Regions from separate parts of the Sus scrofa genome. Here region 2 is linked to region 1. A link is a contact called in public HiChIP or PLAC-seq data. All regions are on one chromosome and are shown on one strand. Each heading gives the region's core, a stretch centred on a gene start, on an enhancer-like site or on the middle of the called end of the contact. The rest is flanking DNA. Distances are from core to core; before and after follow the strand shown.

Region 1 (7,399 bases), core at 3,327-5,826:
GAGAGAGAGAAAGATTTTAGCCTTTGCATGATCTCTGTTGCATTTTTGTTGTTCTTGTTGTTGTTTTAAACAGCCTTGTAAGAATGTGTTTTCTGTGTCTTTCACTATATTTTCATGCCTTTTTGCTATAATGGTTGAAGGTTGGAGATGGCTTTTAAATAATGATCTTAAAGGAAGTTTCTGGCTATGTATTTCTTGTCACTGGCAAAAGATTTGTAATCAGGACTTTAATGGATTTAAAACAAAATGAATGTGTAGTTGATCTCTTACCACAGGCATTTTGGCACATTCTTCTGAGATGTTCTCTAATAAATATGACCCTGTAAACCCTTTGGACCCCGCAAAGTTGCTGTCCAGAAATTAAGTGCCTAGTTTTCAACTTCAAACTATTATTTATTCAAGACATATTTGTTTCCAAATAGTCTAATTATTACAGTAGTTTCATCTTTTAATATGTAACAGTGGTGATCTATTTTTTAAAGATTCCATTTAATTTGTTTTCTCATTTACCCCTTAGCTGCCCCCTCTTATAGTTTTGTTGCTACAAATCATCTCAAAAGCCTCATTCTTGCTTTCATGTTGTCTCATTTTACTGTAAAGTTACGGATTCTACCTCTGGTTTGTAGTTGGGCTTTGGCTTTTTTCACTGTTTCTGCCCCAAGGCCATCCTTTACTAGACCCAGAGCAGGTGGCCTTTCAGAATCTAAGCCGTTCTTGGGATCACTGTGGAACAATATCCTAATGCCCCTAAAAGACTTAAGTGGTTGGATCATATGCTGTGGATTTTTCTGAGAAGGTAGATAAGATCACATACTTAAAGGCTGAGCTTTTATTTCTTACGTTTGTAATTTTAGTAATATGCTGTCAAATAATCTTCCTTAAATCTTACAGTCAAGACCTTTGTTATATTTGGCTAAACAATGCTTTATTCAGCTTGCAGCCTATTTTAGCAGAAGGGTATCTGGTGAAACTCATCTAATGTGTTTTAGCATAGGGTCTCTAATAATTCCTCAGCAGTACTTGGAACTGTTAATAACTTCTAAAATTTGCTTTCCCTAGATAAATTTTAAGGGGAGCACAGAAAATAAAATAGTATTGTAGGTTTTATTCAATATTACTCACTCGATTGAAGTAAAAGGGGATTTTTTTTACTCAAAAGAAAGTTGAGGGAGTTCCCGTCATGGCGCGGTGGAAACGAATCCCACTAGGAACCATGAGGTTGTGGGTTCAATCCCTGGCTTCACTCAAGGATCTGGTGTTGCTGTGGCATAGGCCGGTAGCTGAAGCTCTGATTGGACCCCTAGTCTGGGAACCTCCATATGCAGTGAGTGCGGCCCTAAAAGGACAAAAGACAAAAAAAAGAAAAAAGAAGTTGTTTGAGTGTTAATAGCTTTTATTGTTTTGAATAATAATTAAAGCTTTTTATCTCAGTTCTCATTTTAGAATTTGGATTCTATAACAATGAAACTCTTTGTTTCTTAATCAAATGATGGTTTCTTAAAATGGCATACTTTTATTTAGTGATAATGAATTTCCTGATAGAAATTTTAATTTTCTCCCAAACGTGTCCCAATCTGTTGTTAATACCACCATGTCAACTAGAAGAAAGGAAAATTTAATATGCCTATAAAGAGGAAACACTGGCATATGATTTATTTAAAAGTCTTTGAAATTCAGTATTTAATTCGATCTAAGAATTGGTCTGTTCTCCTCCATCTCTGTTTCATGATGTATTTCAGTGTTTTAAAGCACTGCAGTGTTTTTGAAGATTCGGAATTGTGAATAAATATGACTGTTTATATCATCTTATCATTCTTCTTTTTGGGGATAGCTTTTATATGTTGATTTGGAGTCTGAGTAAGCTAGTAAGAGAGAAGGTTGCACAGTTTGGGGCAAGGGGAGTTGTTCATTTCTAATCGAGCCATTCTTGTAGAGTCTTTAGGTCAGCTGTCATGTACATGCTTTCTTGCTTTGTTCTTTATAGCCACTCAATGTCTGGCAACTCAATGGATGCTGGAAAGGAACGCTTTTAACAGATTAATGCTGGGGCCCTCTGGTCCTTTACTTCATCTTCATCACAGCAGCTGCATTCTGCCCTTTCCCTGGCCCTGCAAGCAAGCGGGGGAGGGATGGGGAGAGAGAGAGTGGGGGGGTGGGGAGAGAGAGAGAGAGTGTGTGTGTGTGTGTGTGTGTGTGTAGTAGCAGTAGTGGTGGTAGTCAGCAATCTCTGTCAGCATGTATTATAAAGTTTCTCAAGCACATGGAATGAGATCTTTCTCAGGAACTCTTTGTCAAGGCGAGCACATGTGGGAAAAGGATGCTTAGTCTTATAACTGTGACTGTGTTTGTTTTGTGGGATCAGAAGAAATTAAGTCATCAGACATAGTTTTGCTCTGCTTCTGTATTAACCTATCCTTTCTTTCCTCCCAGGCAGCAGTATCTGTCCAAAGATTACTATAGTTCCACCTTGTTTGAAAAGCAGCACAACCACGTTGATTGATGAGAATGTATGTGTTGAAGAGGCTCAGGGAATAAATGGGAAAACGCCAGCAAAACACCCAGCTCCAAGTCCAAAGCCACAAGGTATGCTGATTTTTTTTTTTTTTTAAATCAGGTCAGGTGCTTTGGTCATTGATGAAGCCTATGCAGAATAATGATCAACTAAGAGTTTTAAGCTATAAATGGGAGGAATTGGGTATATTTATTTTTTCAGGAAGAAAAAATCTGTGAACTCGGGCAGTGTTTCTGCTCCTAAAACACCGTATGCAATTCTCTATTATGGTTCTTTTCATGTTGCAGAAAGTGTTTATGTGTCCCTGTAATGGAAATATGACTATGCATGACATAGCACAGAGCCTAACTTGCTTTTGCATAATAAATACGTACAAATGAATGTGTTGAGAAGTTCCATCAGAAAGCTGTCAGACTTGCTAGATGTCAGAGAGTCTGAAACAGCCCATTTTAAAACAGTGGTTAACAAACTTAGGAAGAATATGATTTTACAATATTAAGGAACTAGGTCTTTTCAGGCTTCTTAGTAAAGTTGTTATTCCAGGAGCTGAGCATCCAATAAGGGGAAAAATTGTAATGGTGGAAATCTTTGAATGTTTTGTTCAGTGACCATTTCCTTTTATAAATAAATTTCTAGTGAACTCTGGATTAACTTTGAGGAGCACGAAATTATAATTTCGATGATTGAGAGTAAGGCCTTTTGAAGTATAACATAAAACTAAGCTACACTATGGGTTAATGTGTAGTTTCTTTCTACTATATTTTCGTTTATATCAAATACTGAACATTCAGCCAAGAAACAGTACTAGGGATTTTTAGAATCACTGTACTTTGGAAAAATCAATTTCTATTTGTATTATTTTCTACTTACTTTGGTCTCTTTCCATTTCTTATGTTTTAAGGATTTCTGAAAGAGATCTTTAAAAAGGGATTAAAATGAAGTCTTCCTGACTATGGGATATTTTTCCTTTTGTTCTTACTTCTAGCTCTATTGGTGGTAATATGGGATAAGGCAGTCAAGCAAGTTGAAATAATTGGAGATTCAAATGAACAGCCCATTCCTGAGTTTATAACCTTATCTTCTGACCATACTCCTCCCTATAACTTTGATGTGAATATGAAAATAGAAATTTTTCTGATCATGATAAAGCCATTTTACTTGCACAATACAAAATTCCATCCTATTCATTAGACCTAAGCTGACTTCAAATAAGGTAGAAATATAAGAAATAAATATGTGAATTTAATGTAATTGCCCAGAACATAAGCATGAATTTCATTATTTATAAAGGCTGTTTTGGAAAGATGCATTACATTACATTCATTGCTTTTATAGTTCATTGAGATAAATTAGAGCAGTTTTCGTCCTGAGCTGCCATGTACCAAAGTAATCCTATTCTTTAGGGAGAAAGCATTGACCTTGCTTTTGATTGTGTAATTATATTAATGTCAGTGTATTGCTATTTAAATATATATAATTACTTCCCATCTTGAGTTTGAATTAGTGTATGCAGTTTTACATAACCAGTGAGAATATTTCCAGATATTAAATAGACCACATAGAGTACTTCGCACTTCTTTTTCAAATTACTCTCACTCATTGTTTGGCCCTTCCCTGGCCCCCCTAGCTAAAACTTTAACCCCACCCTTATCCTTGAAATCTTATATTTCCTCATGAGCTTTGTTTTCTTTGTTTTTGCTTATTCATTACAGTTTGGTCTGCTATAGATTTAACTCATTCATGTTGTTTTTCTCCTGCCTTTTACACTGCTGCATGCCCTATGTCTACCACACAGCACAGCAAACCTTCAGTAATGCTTGTTGAATGAATTCGTGCCCTATCAACACATTTCCTCTACTTTCCTTTGGTTATTCTTTGTTTAAAGCTTACAATGTGTGCCGTATAGAGACCAGTGTCCTGAAATGAGGCTACATCTTGGTGTTGTCATGTGAGCTGCCTCATAGAACACTACTCATTGACTTACTGACTGATAGTGTTCTCCACCCTCTAGCAGAGAGAAGCCGCTTTTAATTTCTCCAAACCCTCAAGAACATTGGGTGACTGCAGCTGAGAAAGGAAGGGCGTGCCAACGGGAACTTGCCGCTCAGAGTGAAGGATTATCATACTGACGCTCTTGTTCCCTCTTCCTTGCAAATCCCTTACAAGTTATGCATGATGAGGCTGCTCACACTTCAAGATCCATTCTGCAATTTTAGTTCAGTCCAAGACTCTTATTCTAGATGAGTAGTTCTCAACTGGAGATAATTTTGTAGGCCTGCTGCACCTGCCCCGCAGGCACTCACCCTCCCCGCCCCCGCCATCATCTAGAGACTTTGGCTCGCTACAACATTTGAGAGTTGCTACTGGCATCTAGTGGGTAGAAGCTAGGGATACTGCTTGTCATGTTACAATGTACAGGCCAGCCTCCCCCACGCCCAGTAAAGAATTATCTGACCTGAAATGTTAGTAGATAGAGAAATTCTAATCTGGGTCCTAAAAATAGCTCATAATTAAATCTTGCTTATTTCTTTCTCTTGTGAAGTGCTCATAATATTATAGCTACAGTTTATTTCGGTGATTTTTTAAAAAAGCATATTGAATACCTTTACCAGTGGTGATTATGTATGTAGTAATGTACCCAGAACAACATGAAGCCTATGTTTTTGTGTTTATTAATTACCAATAAGTAAGTAGGTCTCGAGGATGTAATGAACAGCATAGTGACCATAGTCAGTGATACTGTATTATATATTTAAAAGTTGCTAAGAGAGGTTTTAAAAGTTCTCATCACAAGAAAAAAAAGTGTGTGACTGTGTGTGCTGATGCGTTAACTAGACTTACCGTCATGATTATTTCACTATATATATGTATATATCGAATCATTATGTTGCATACCTGAAGCTGTCATAACTTTGTGTGTCAATTATATCTGAATTTTTAAAATTACCAACAAGTAAATATCTTTGAAGTCTTTTATTTTAAAAGGATAAAAGAGATCAATTTTATATTAGATAAGCTGCATTTGAATCTAAACCTGTAGCTGTGGAAATGGATTCCTTTTATAGTTAGGGGTTGTTTTGCCTCAGAAAATATTCTGAGGCCTTGGGAAACAATGGTTTATTCACTTCATACCAATCCTACTAGTCTAACAAACAAATTACTGAGCAACTCCAACATGTCTTTCTACTTGTTCACCACTTTTAATTCTGGCCTATTTCCTGCCATGTTAGATATAACTATTCTAAAGAACTTTCTTAGCAGTTAAAGACAGTTGTCCTTTTTCTCTTAGGAGCATTGATCCACAACATTCTCCATAATTAATTATTTTGAGAAAGCCCACATATTTTCACTTCTCAGTCATTAAACCTTAATATTTAAAAAGTTTCTAGGAGCTCCTGTTGTGGAGCTCAGTGGTAATGAGCCCAACTAGTATCTGTGTGGACACGGTTTGATCCCTGGCTTTGTTTAGTGGGTTAAGGATCTGGTGTTGCTGTGAGCTGTGGTACATGTAGGTTGCAGATGTGGCTCAGATCCCACGTTGCTGTGGCTGTGGCGTAGGCCAGCAGCTGTAGCCCCGATTTGACCCCTAGCCTGCGAACTTCCATATGCTGCAGGTGTGGCCCTAAAAAGCAAAAAAAAAAAAAAAAAAAAAATTAAAACAGTTTCATAAACTTTGAAGCCCACGTTATTGTTCAAATAAATGTATTCAATTTACTCAAATAATTCATTTCATCTGCTTCTAATGTAAAGCATTCTATGTGTAATGTTTCATTCCTAAAATATAATATGTTACAAACTTATAATGCATTAATATATATATAGTCAGAGGAAGTAAAATAAGACTAATCAAAACCTCCTGATAATCTTCACACTTAAGTTGGTATAAAGTCAAAAATGCTGCCTGTTGTTCTAGTTCTACAAGGATCAAGCCAATGGCCACTACAGTCACCAACCAACCATGCACCCCGAGGGGAATTCAGAATGGAGAAAAACAGGAAGTATTCTGTGCTTTGGATATACCATTCCCTAGATAGTGAAGATATCTGTCTAAGGAGTATTTTCGGTGACCCCAGATTCTTGAATCTTCCGTGTCGAAAAGCACTAAAATCACTAACATGAGATGGCTGTTCTTTGTAATAGCAGTTATCTTTTTATGCTTAACTGATTTTTTCCCAGTGAAAAAAGTTCTTGGCTCTTTGGAACACTTCTTCAGAGCTATCTGAGAAGTGTGTCTCCCTGGCTATAGTCCTCAGTAAGGTCCTTGAATAAAACTTAACTTACAACTTTTCTTTGTGCATTTTTTCTTTCAGTTGACAGTAGCAATTAGATTCTTTTTTTTTTTTTTTTTTTTTTTTTGCTTTCTAGTGCTGTACCTGTAACATATGGAGGTTCCCAACCTAGGGGTTGAATCAGAGCTATAGTTGCCAGCCACAGCCACATAGTATCTGAGCCATATCTCTGACCTACACCACAGCTCACAGTAACACCGGATCCTTAACCCACTGAGTGAGTCCAGGGATTGAACCTGCTACCTCATGGTTATTAGATTTGTTTCCACTGCGCCACAGCGGCAACTCCCTTTCTTTCTTTTTTTTTTATTTTTAAAAATATTTTATTTTTTTTTAAGATTCTTTTTCATTCTCAATAATTATTTCCTATACATGGACATTTTTGAATAATTAATTTTTTCTTCCATTTAATATCTGTAAAATTGGCTGTCATAGAGCCCATTTTACTTGCAGTCAACCAGAAATCTCAAACTTAGGGTGTCCTTGACTAGACTACCAATCTTCTCTCCAAAAATTACTTCACCTGTTGTGTCAGTTGAATGCAATTCCATCCATCTTATCAGTTGTTCAGACCACATGTCTGAATCCTTCTTGATTC
Region 2 (7,399 bases), core at 2,929-5,428, 100 kb before region 1:
CCAGGTATAGATCTCTCACCTGTTAGATTTGTTCCTAGGTATTATATTCGTTTTCATTTGATTGTAAATGGGATTGTTCTCTTAATTTATCCTTTTTTTATTTTTTATTTTTATTTTTTGTCTTTTAGGGCCATACTGACGGCATATGGAAGTTCCCAGGCTAGGGGTTAAATCAGAGCTGCAGCCGCTGGCTTACGCCACAGCCACAGCAATGCAGGATCTGAGCCACATCTGTAACCTACACCACAGCTCACAGCAGTGCTGGATCCTTAACACACTGTGTGAGGTCAGGGGTTGAACCTGAGTCCTCATGGATTCCAGTTGGGGTCCTTACTACTGAGCAACAATGGGAGTGCCTTAATTTCTCTTTCTGATAGTTTGTTGTTAGTGTATAGAAATGTGTCAGATTTCTGTATATTAATCTTGTATCCTGTAACTACCAATTTTATTGAGAAGTCCTAATATTTCTCTGGCGGTGTCTTTGGGATTCTATGTATAGCATCGTGTCATTTTTTACTTTTTCATTTCCAATTTGGATTCCTTTTCTTTTTCTTGACTGATTGCTGTGGCTAGGACTTCCAATACTATGTTGAATAAAAGTGAATAAAAGTGGCAAGAGTGGGTATCCTTATCTTGTTCCTGTCTTAGAGGAAACACTTTCTGCTTTTCATGTTTGAATATGATGTTAGCTGTGGATTTGTCACATATGGCTTTTATTATTTTGGCGTATGTTCCCTCTATTCTCACTTTGTTGAGAGATTTTTAAATCATAAGTGGATGTAAGACGCTGGAGGAAAAACAGATTCATTATATATTGAGCAATAGAAGGATCTTTGGTAGCAAATTTCTCTTTTGAAACAATGCAAGCAAGAAAACAAAGGAGCAACATCTTTAAAGTACTCAAAGATAAAAATTATTAACTTAGAATTCTATACTCACTGAAACCATGTTTTGAAAAGAAAGGTGAAATAAGGACATTTAAAACACTTTCAAAACATTGAAAAGCCAAAAGAATTCATCATCAAATGGATGGGCTTTCAGGTTCCCTATTTGATTGGGCAGATATGATTTTAACCATAAATAGGCAGACCTTAACTGGGCCGATCAGATATCTTTCTAGGAATGGGGATCTTAGACCAAGAAAATTATATTAATATGTGAAATTGGGTCCTATGTGTGGTAAGTCAAGGGGCTGAATAACAGAAGTTTGTGAGCAGAGAAAGAATAGTCCATGAAATGAGCTACAAAGGTGAGGCCAGAAACCTCCCTTGGTTTCTGGAGGTCTTCCAAATCCCTGTTCTAGTCTTTCCTGAGACTGAGTTGCAGTCCACATTTTGGTTCTGGGAAAAACTTCTGATGAAACAGATCTTTAGAGTATACTTAGCTCTTTTCAAGCTAGACCTACATGTTCTTGGATACTTGTCACGTGGACACACAAAAATCAGTTCCAAATTTTCTTTCTTGGAGTTGGTGGCTCAGCAGGTTAAGAATCTAGCATTGTCACTGCTGTGGCTCAGGTCACTGCTGTGGTGTGAATTCGATCCCTGGCCTGGGAACTTTTGTGTGCCACGGGTGTGGACAAAAAAATTTTTTTTTTCATTCTTGTTTATTTTAGTATAAACTTGCTGAGGTTGTCACATCTAGACATAACAGAAATGATGGTCAATCATAAGCATTTAGTCTGTCTAGGCCCATCATCTTTGGGACACTCCACATGTTTTCTCAGGGAATTTGAAGGCCTTGGGTTTCTATTGAGTCATGGAGGGAAAGGATACTATAGCTTTTTTTGGTTTTGTTTTGCTTTTTAGCACAGCACATGCCGCATATGGAAGTTTCCAGGTTAGGGGTCGAATTGGAACTGCAGCTGCAGGTCTACACCACAGGCACAGCAACTCAGGATTTGAGCCACATCTGCAACCTATACCACAGCTCATGGCAACACCAGATCCTTTAACCCACTGAGCAAGACCAGGGACCAAACACGCGTCCTCTTGGATCCTAGTTGGGTTCATTACTGCTGAGCCACAACAAGAACTCCCAAGATGCTATAGCTTTTAAAGTTCGTTCTTTTGCTCACTATTTAGAGTGCTCAGGCAGCCAGAAATTGTTGAAGAAATGAGGAAAACAGTGGCAAGTGCCTCTCAATGTTGGTCTGAGAGTACAGGAAAAATTGGGTGTTTTTTTTTTCCCCTTGCCGTGGCATGTGGAAATTCCCAGGCCAGGGATTGAACCCTTGGCACAGCAAGCTGCTGCAGTGACATTGCCTGATGCTTAACCCATTGCACCACAAAAGAACTCCTAGAGGGTTTTATGCGTATGCACTATTTGCTTTGCTAGCATTCTTTACAAGATGCCCCTGTTTTGATTGTTACTAGATAGCACCTTGGATTTTGCCCTTTCATTAATTACTAGTCTTTTATAAGCCTTTTAAATTCTTTTTTAAATGACTTTGTTTTCAAAACAGTGTCAGAGAGTTCCTCTTGTGGCACAGTGGAAACAAATCTGACTAGTAACCATGAGGTTGTGGGTTTGATCCCTGGCCTCGCTCAGTGGGTTAAGGATCTGGCGTTGCGGTGAGCTGTGTTATAAGTCACAGACCTGGCTTGGATCCTGTGTTGTTGTGACCATGACTGTAGGCCATGGGCCAGTAGCTATAGCTCCGATTCAATCCTTAGCCTGGGAGTACAGCCCTAAAAAGCAAAATAAATAAATAAATAAATAAATAAATAAAAACAGTATCAATATGATAGATTCCAGCCTCTTAATCCATACCAAATGATTGTTTTAAACAAGTTTTGATTCCTATTTGTCTATATCTCTAACCTAGTAGTTTTTTAAAAAGCTTTTATTTAATTGACAAGATCATAAGCATGTTTTTGACCAATATTTTGCTGGTAAATATCTTAAATTGACTAGACTTCAATTTAGAATCTCAGAAAATTCTTCTAGTGGTAACTTTATTTTTAATTCCTCAATTTTCTTGTTTCTAACAATGTATCTTGTGATTCTTTGTATTTTTTCTTCCTTTCTGGGTGAAGTAACAGAGAGTATTAAAGTCCTTTATGAAGGTTCTGGTGATCTAAATACTCTTTGGGGATGCTTTGACCTACTTAAAATGGCTCTTTGTGCTGAGAGCATATTTATCCCCAGGGTAACTCTGCTGCAGAATTGCCCTGTGTGAATGCATTGAAACTTCCCACTTGCAAAGTCTTTTATTACACAAGCACAATGAAGCAGCATGCTTCCAAAAAGAAGTGAGGAAGACTGCATTGTATTTGACTTCCTTGAATTAAGTTTTATTCGTCTCAGTTCTGCAGACTTTTTTAACAATAATATTTTGAACAAGAATTTCACTGTAGTAGTTGCTTGCACGTGTTCATTCTCATTATGTTTGTTGTGTTGAGAAACACCTTTATGCATTTTGTTTAGGACATTATACAGCTAGAGAAAATTAAACTTTATACTTAAAGGTTTTTTTTTTTTTTTTTTTTTTTGTCCTTTTGCCTTTTCTAGGGCCACTTCCCGCGGCATATGGAGGTTCCCGGGCTAAGGGTCTAATCAGAGCTGCAGCCGCCAGCCTACGCCAGAGCCACAGCAATACAGGATCCTAATCGTGTCTGCAACCCACACCACAGCTCACGGCCACGCCAGATCCTTAACCCACTGAGCAAGGCCAGGGATCGAACCTGCAACTTCATGGTTCCTAGTCAGATTCGTTAACCACTGTGCCACGACGGGAACTCCAGAGCTTTTTCTTCTATGTATATGGCTCTCTGCCTAAAATTTACTTTTAAGAGTATAGCAGTGTAGTCCTTTTAGACATTTAAGCTATCAAGAGTTGTGTTTAACTTACTACATACATTTTTAAATGTTTGTACTTATTAATATTTGATTTTTGTGATTGACAGTAGAATATCTTTGTCATTTGCTCTCTTTAGGATTTGCAGTAGATTTCTTTTGTGGTAGATTTTTCCCCTAGCTATTTCAGTTTTTTTAAGTGCAAGTAGATAACTACCTAGAAACTAGAAAGGGTCACTTAAAATAATAAAATTAAGTGGGGCATGTTCCATTTGGTTATTATCAAGATTCAAATTCAAAGATATGTGATGTTTGTTAAGATACTATGATGAATGTAGAGGTGTTTTTATATATGTTGGCCTCTAGGAGGCAGCCTGATCTAGTGTAAAATTTCTGGATACTGAATAAGGAAACTTGGTGTTTTGTCATTTGAAGAACTTTCCTGTATGAAAATATTTGCCCAATGAGTCATAAAGTTACATGATGGGAATGAACGAAATAACAGCTGATGGAGTCTTAAGGTGATTTTTGTGATTATGTGATTTCTCTTTGTGAATACTTAAAAAAGGAGAAGGAATTACAATCATAGCCTAATGATTGAGAAAATAAGGGAAATAATTTTAATGGATGGGTACTTTTCCATTTGCAGATCATAGTTCTCTTGTGTAAGTGTTCTGTGAGCGTTACTGTCATTAACAGTCAGTTCAAGGCTCTCTTATTTCTAGCTGGTGTTTTTGTTAAAGTTCTATGTAAGTGTTGGTTTAAATATAATTTGAATAATTATATTTAAATTAGCAAATGTTATAGCTCTCCTACAGTGATTATTAAAAGCTAACATTGGTTGAAATTTGGGAGGTACGTTATACCAATTGTTCATTGTAATTGGATACTTTTACATGTGATCAAATCAGTGACATGTGACTTGCTGGCTTTGGGAGAACAGGGATTGTGAATGTGTTGTATGAGGACAATGTATGAGCTGTAATCCTTTAGTCTATCTGTTTTCCTTCCTTTTCCTGTTTTCATGGCACCTGAATAATTGCTATTTAATGACTTGGCTGAGAGTATTACAGTAAAAGGATAATGCCCCTTGGTTCGGTTGGAGTTTACACTTTTAGGAAAATTTGTCCTCCTCAAAACTCAAAGGTAGGTTCAGAAGGCAAAGGAACTGGTGGGAGGATTTATTTACAACCTTATTTGTGAAACTGATACTGTTACTGTCATTAATGTAATTTTGGATCTGTTTCAACCAGAGCCTTATAAAGTTTAGTCATGCTCTTTTTTCTTTGAATGTGCTTAATCCAGAGTAGTCAAAAATTATACTGAGAGAATTGATAAATATTCAGAAAAATTAGAGTGCCATATATTCTAAAGAACATACTACTTCTTTTCCCACAAAGAATGGGGCCCTTTAAAATAAAAGTCTCTGTGAACAAATAATCTTGACATTTTCTTGTTTGAATGTTTTCTTGTTTAAATGGTCTGAGACTTCTGCCTTTGTGAGGACACAAAGGTCTTCAGCCAGCTAATGAGCTGGGCTGCTTCTGCTTAAAAAAAAAAAACAAATGAATAAATGTTCGTTGTTTCTACACTGACAGGGTGGTATTTGGGACAAAATGGAAATGGGAGAACATGAACTGGTGTAACCTGAATTCTGTGATGATCAGGCATGTACTTGATGAAGGAATTTAATTATTTGGAAAACTTTGGATTTTAAAAAGTTAACAGGGCTTCTCTTCTCTACTTTTCATGTATTTTACATTATGTCATTAGAAAGCTACTTTTGGGTAAATGTATAATTTCTACCAAAAAAGCAGTATCATTAAAAAAATTTTTAAAATATCATTTATGGGTTTTTTTGGTTTGTTTTCAGATTTTTTAAAAATTGAAGTATAGTTGATTTACAGTATTTAGTTTTAGATATACAGCACAGTGATTCAGTTATTTTTTTCAGATTATATTCCACTATAGGTTATTACAAAGATAGTGACTAGAATTCCCTGTCCTATACAATAAATCCTTGTTGCTTATGTATTTTATGTTTATAGTTGTTTCTGTCAATCCCATACTCCTATGTAATTTGTCCCTTCCTCTCTCTTTCTCCCCTTTGGTAACCATAAGTTTTATTTTTTGTTTTATCTAAAAAATGAGAGTTACCTGAAGGAGAATTACTGTAAAATATTTTATATTTTAGTCAAAGTGTGTCTAGGTTTACCTTGGTGCATTAATTTAATTCAGAACCACTATAACCGAAATAATAATGCCTCAAGATAGAGGCTTCCCCTCTTAAGATGGGAAACCGCAGTAACTAGATTACTTTTCTTACAATTTAAAACTGTCCTCATTTTGGAACTAAATACACCATCATGTGTATAGAGTGTGGAAGGAAATTTCTAACTTCTAACTGCTAGGGTCTTTTGCAAGAAAAGACAGCATTGCTTAGTCTGTTAAATTAATATTGCCTGTGAAATCAGATTGTTATGATCATTATATAACTACAGATGTGATAAATTCATTTGAGTAATAAAAAAAAGTAAAAAAAAAAACATTGAAAAAAAATTAATATTGAATAATATGTACTGTTAGAACATTCAGTGAGCTTCAGGATCTCTTCCTTGGAGCCATTACTCAAGGGTTGAGTTTTTTGGGTATGTGTTTATTTGTTGGGCTTTTTTTTTTTTTTTTTTTTTTGCTTTCTAGGGCTGTTACCTGTGGCACATGGAGGTTCCCAGGCTAGGGGTCCTATCAGAGCTATTGCTGCTGGTCTACGCCACAGCCACAGCAACATCAGATCCGAGTCGCATCTTCAACGTACACCACAGCTCACAGCAACGCCAGATCCTTAACTCACTGAGCGAGGCCAGGAATTGAACCCGCAACCACATGGTTCCTAGTCAGATTTGTTTCCCCTGCGCCACGATGGGAACTCCCTGTGTTGGGCTTTCTCATTAAAAATAGTTTATTTGGCATTATGAAAAATATGACATTGTTATTCACTCCCAGAACAGCCTGAACACATAGGATGCAGACTTCAGTGGAAACCAGAGTCTGAGAGCGAGGGTTAGTGTAGCATCTAGTGCTTTCATCCTCTTGCTGGAGTAAGGAGTTCTGCTGTTGAAATTAAATAACTAAATGATTAATAATTAAATTCATTAATGACAGGATTGCTTTCCTTTCAGTTAATTTAGATAGTTAATAGTATTTCCTCATCTGCAATTTTTTCACTCAAATTCTTTTTTTTTTTTTTTTTTTTTTAAATCATCGACATTGACTGCCGTTTTGTCTGCTTGCAAGCACTAACTGAATTCAAGGTGAAATTTGTACTGGTGTAGATGAATGCAAGTTAATGGAAAAACTCTATTTTTTGTGGCCTTGTTTGCTGTGGCTGTAATTTTTTTTTTATTTCTAATAGGTATAATGTAATTATTATTTTCTGCTAATAAGTCCCTTGTGTGTGATGAAACTGAATTTAGTTCATAGGTCAGTATTTTATCCCACAGGAACATATCCTGCAAAGAGCATCATGAATTTCAAGCACCCCATTACCCAGCAGTTACTACAACTAGTGATCTACTCCAGTGTTTGTTCTTACCAGTGAGGC

The links. HiChIP or PLAC-seq counts read pairs in DNA pulled down with a chosen protein or histone mark.
Region 2: an H3K27ac HiChIP or PLAC-seq map of alveolar macrophages shows a contact between it and region 1. The contact joins two enhancer-like sites. A contact is called at or near these places in 3 of 47 Hi-C or Micro-C datasets (blood, embryonic fibroblasts and epiblast stem cells) and 2 of 2 datasets of contacts at active chromatin or transcription factors (alveolar macrophages and skeletal muscle).

The regions. Positions count from the first base shown.
Region 1 is chr5:41,739,163-41,746,561 of Sscrofa11.1, reverse strand. It overlaps FGD4 (FYVE, RhoGEF and PH domain-containing protein 4), which reads left to right. Exons shown (of 17, transcript XM_021092066.1): 2 at 2,431-2,583. Among named protein-coding and RNA genes, the nearest start is that of DNM1L, 110 kb to the right of the region's middle. Within about 2 kb of position 4,576, at least 6 of the 83 cell types and tissues checked have an H3K27ac peak or open chromatin away from gene starts, as enhancers often do. A contact at or near this core is called in alveolar macrophages, where this site is marked.
Region 2 is chr5:41,840,505-41,847,903 of Sscrofa11.1, reverse strand. The region is part of intron 1 of FGD4 (FYVE, RhoGEF and PH domain-containing protein 4); the gene reads left to right. Among named protein-coding and RNA genes, the nearest start is that of FGD4, 35 kb to the left of the region's middle. Within about 2 kb of position 4,178, at least 7 of the 83 cell types and tissues checked have an H3K27ac peak or open chromatin away from gene starts, as enhancers often do. A contact at or near this core is called in alveolar macrophages, where this site is marked.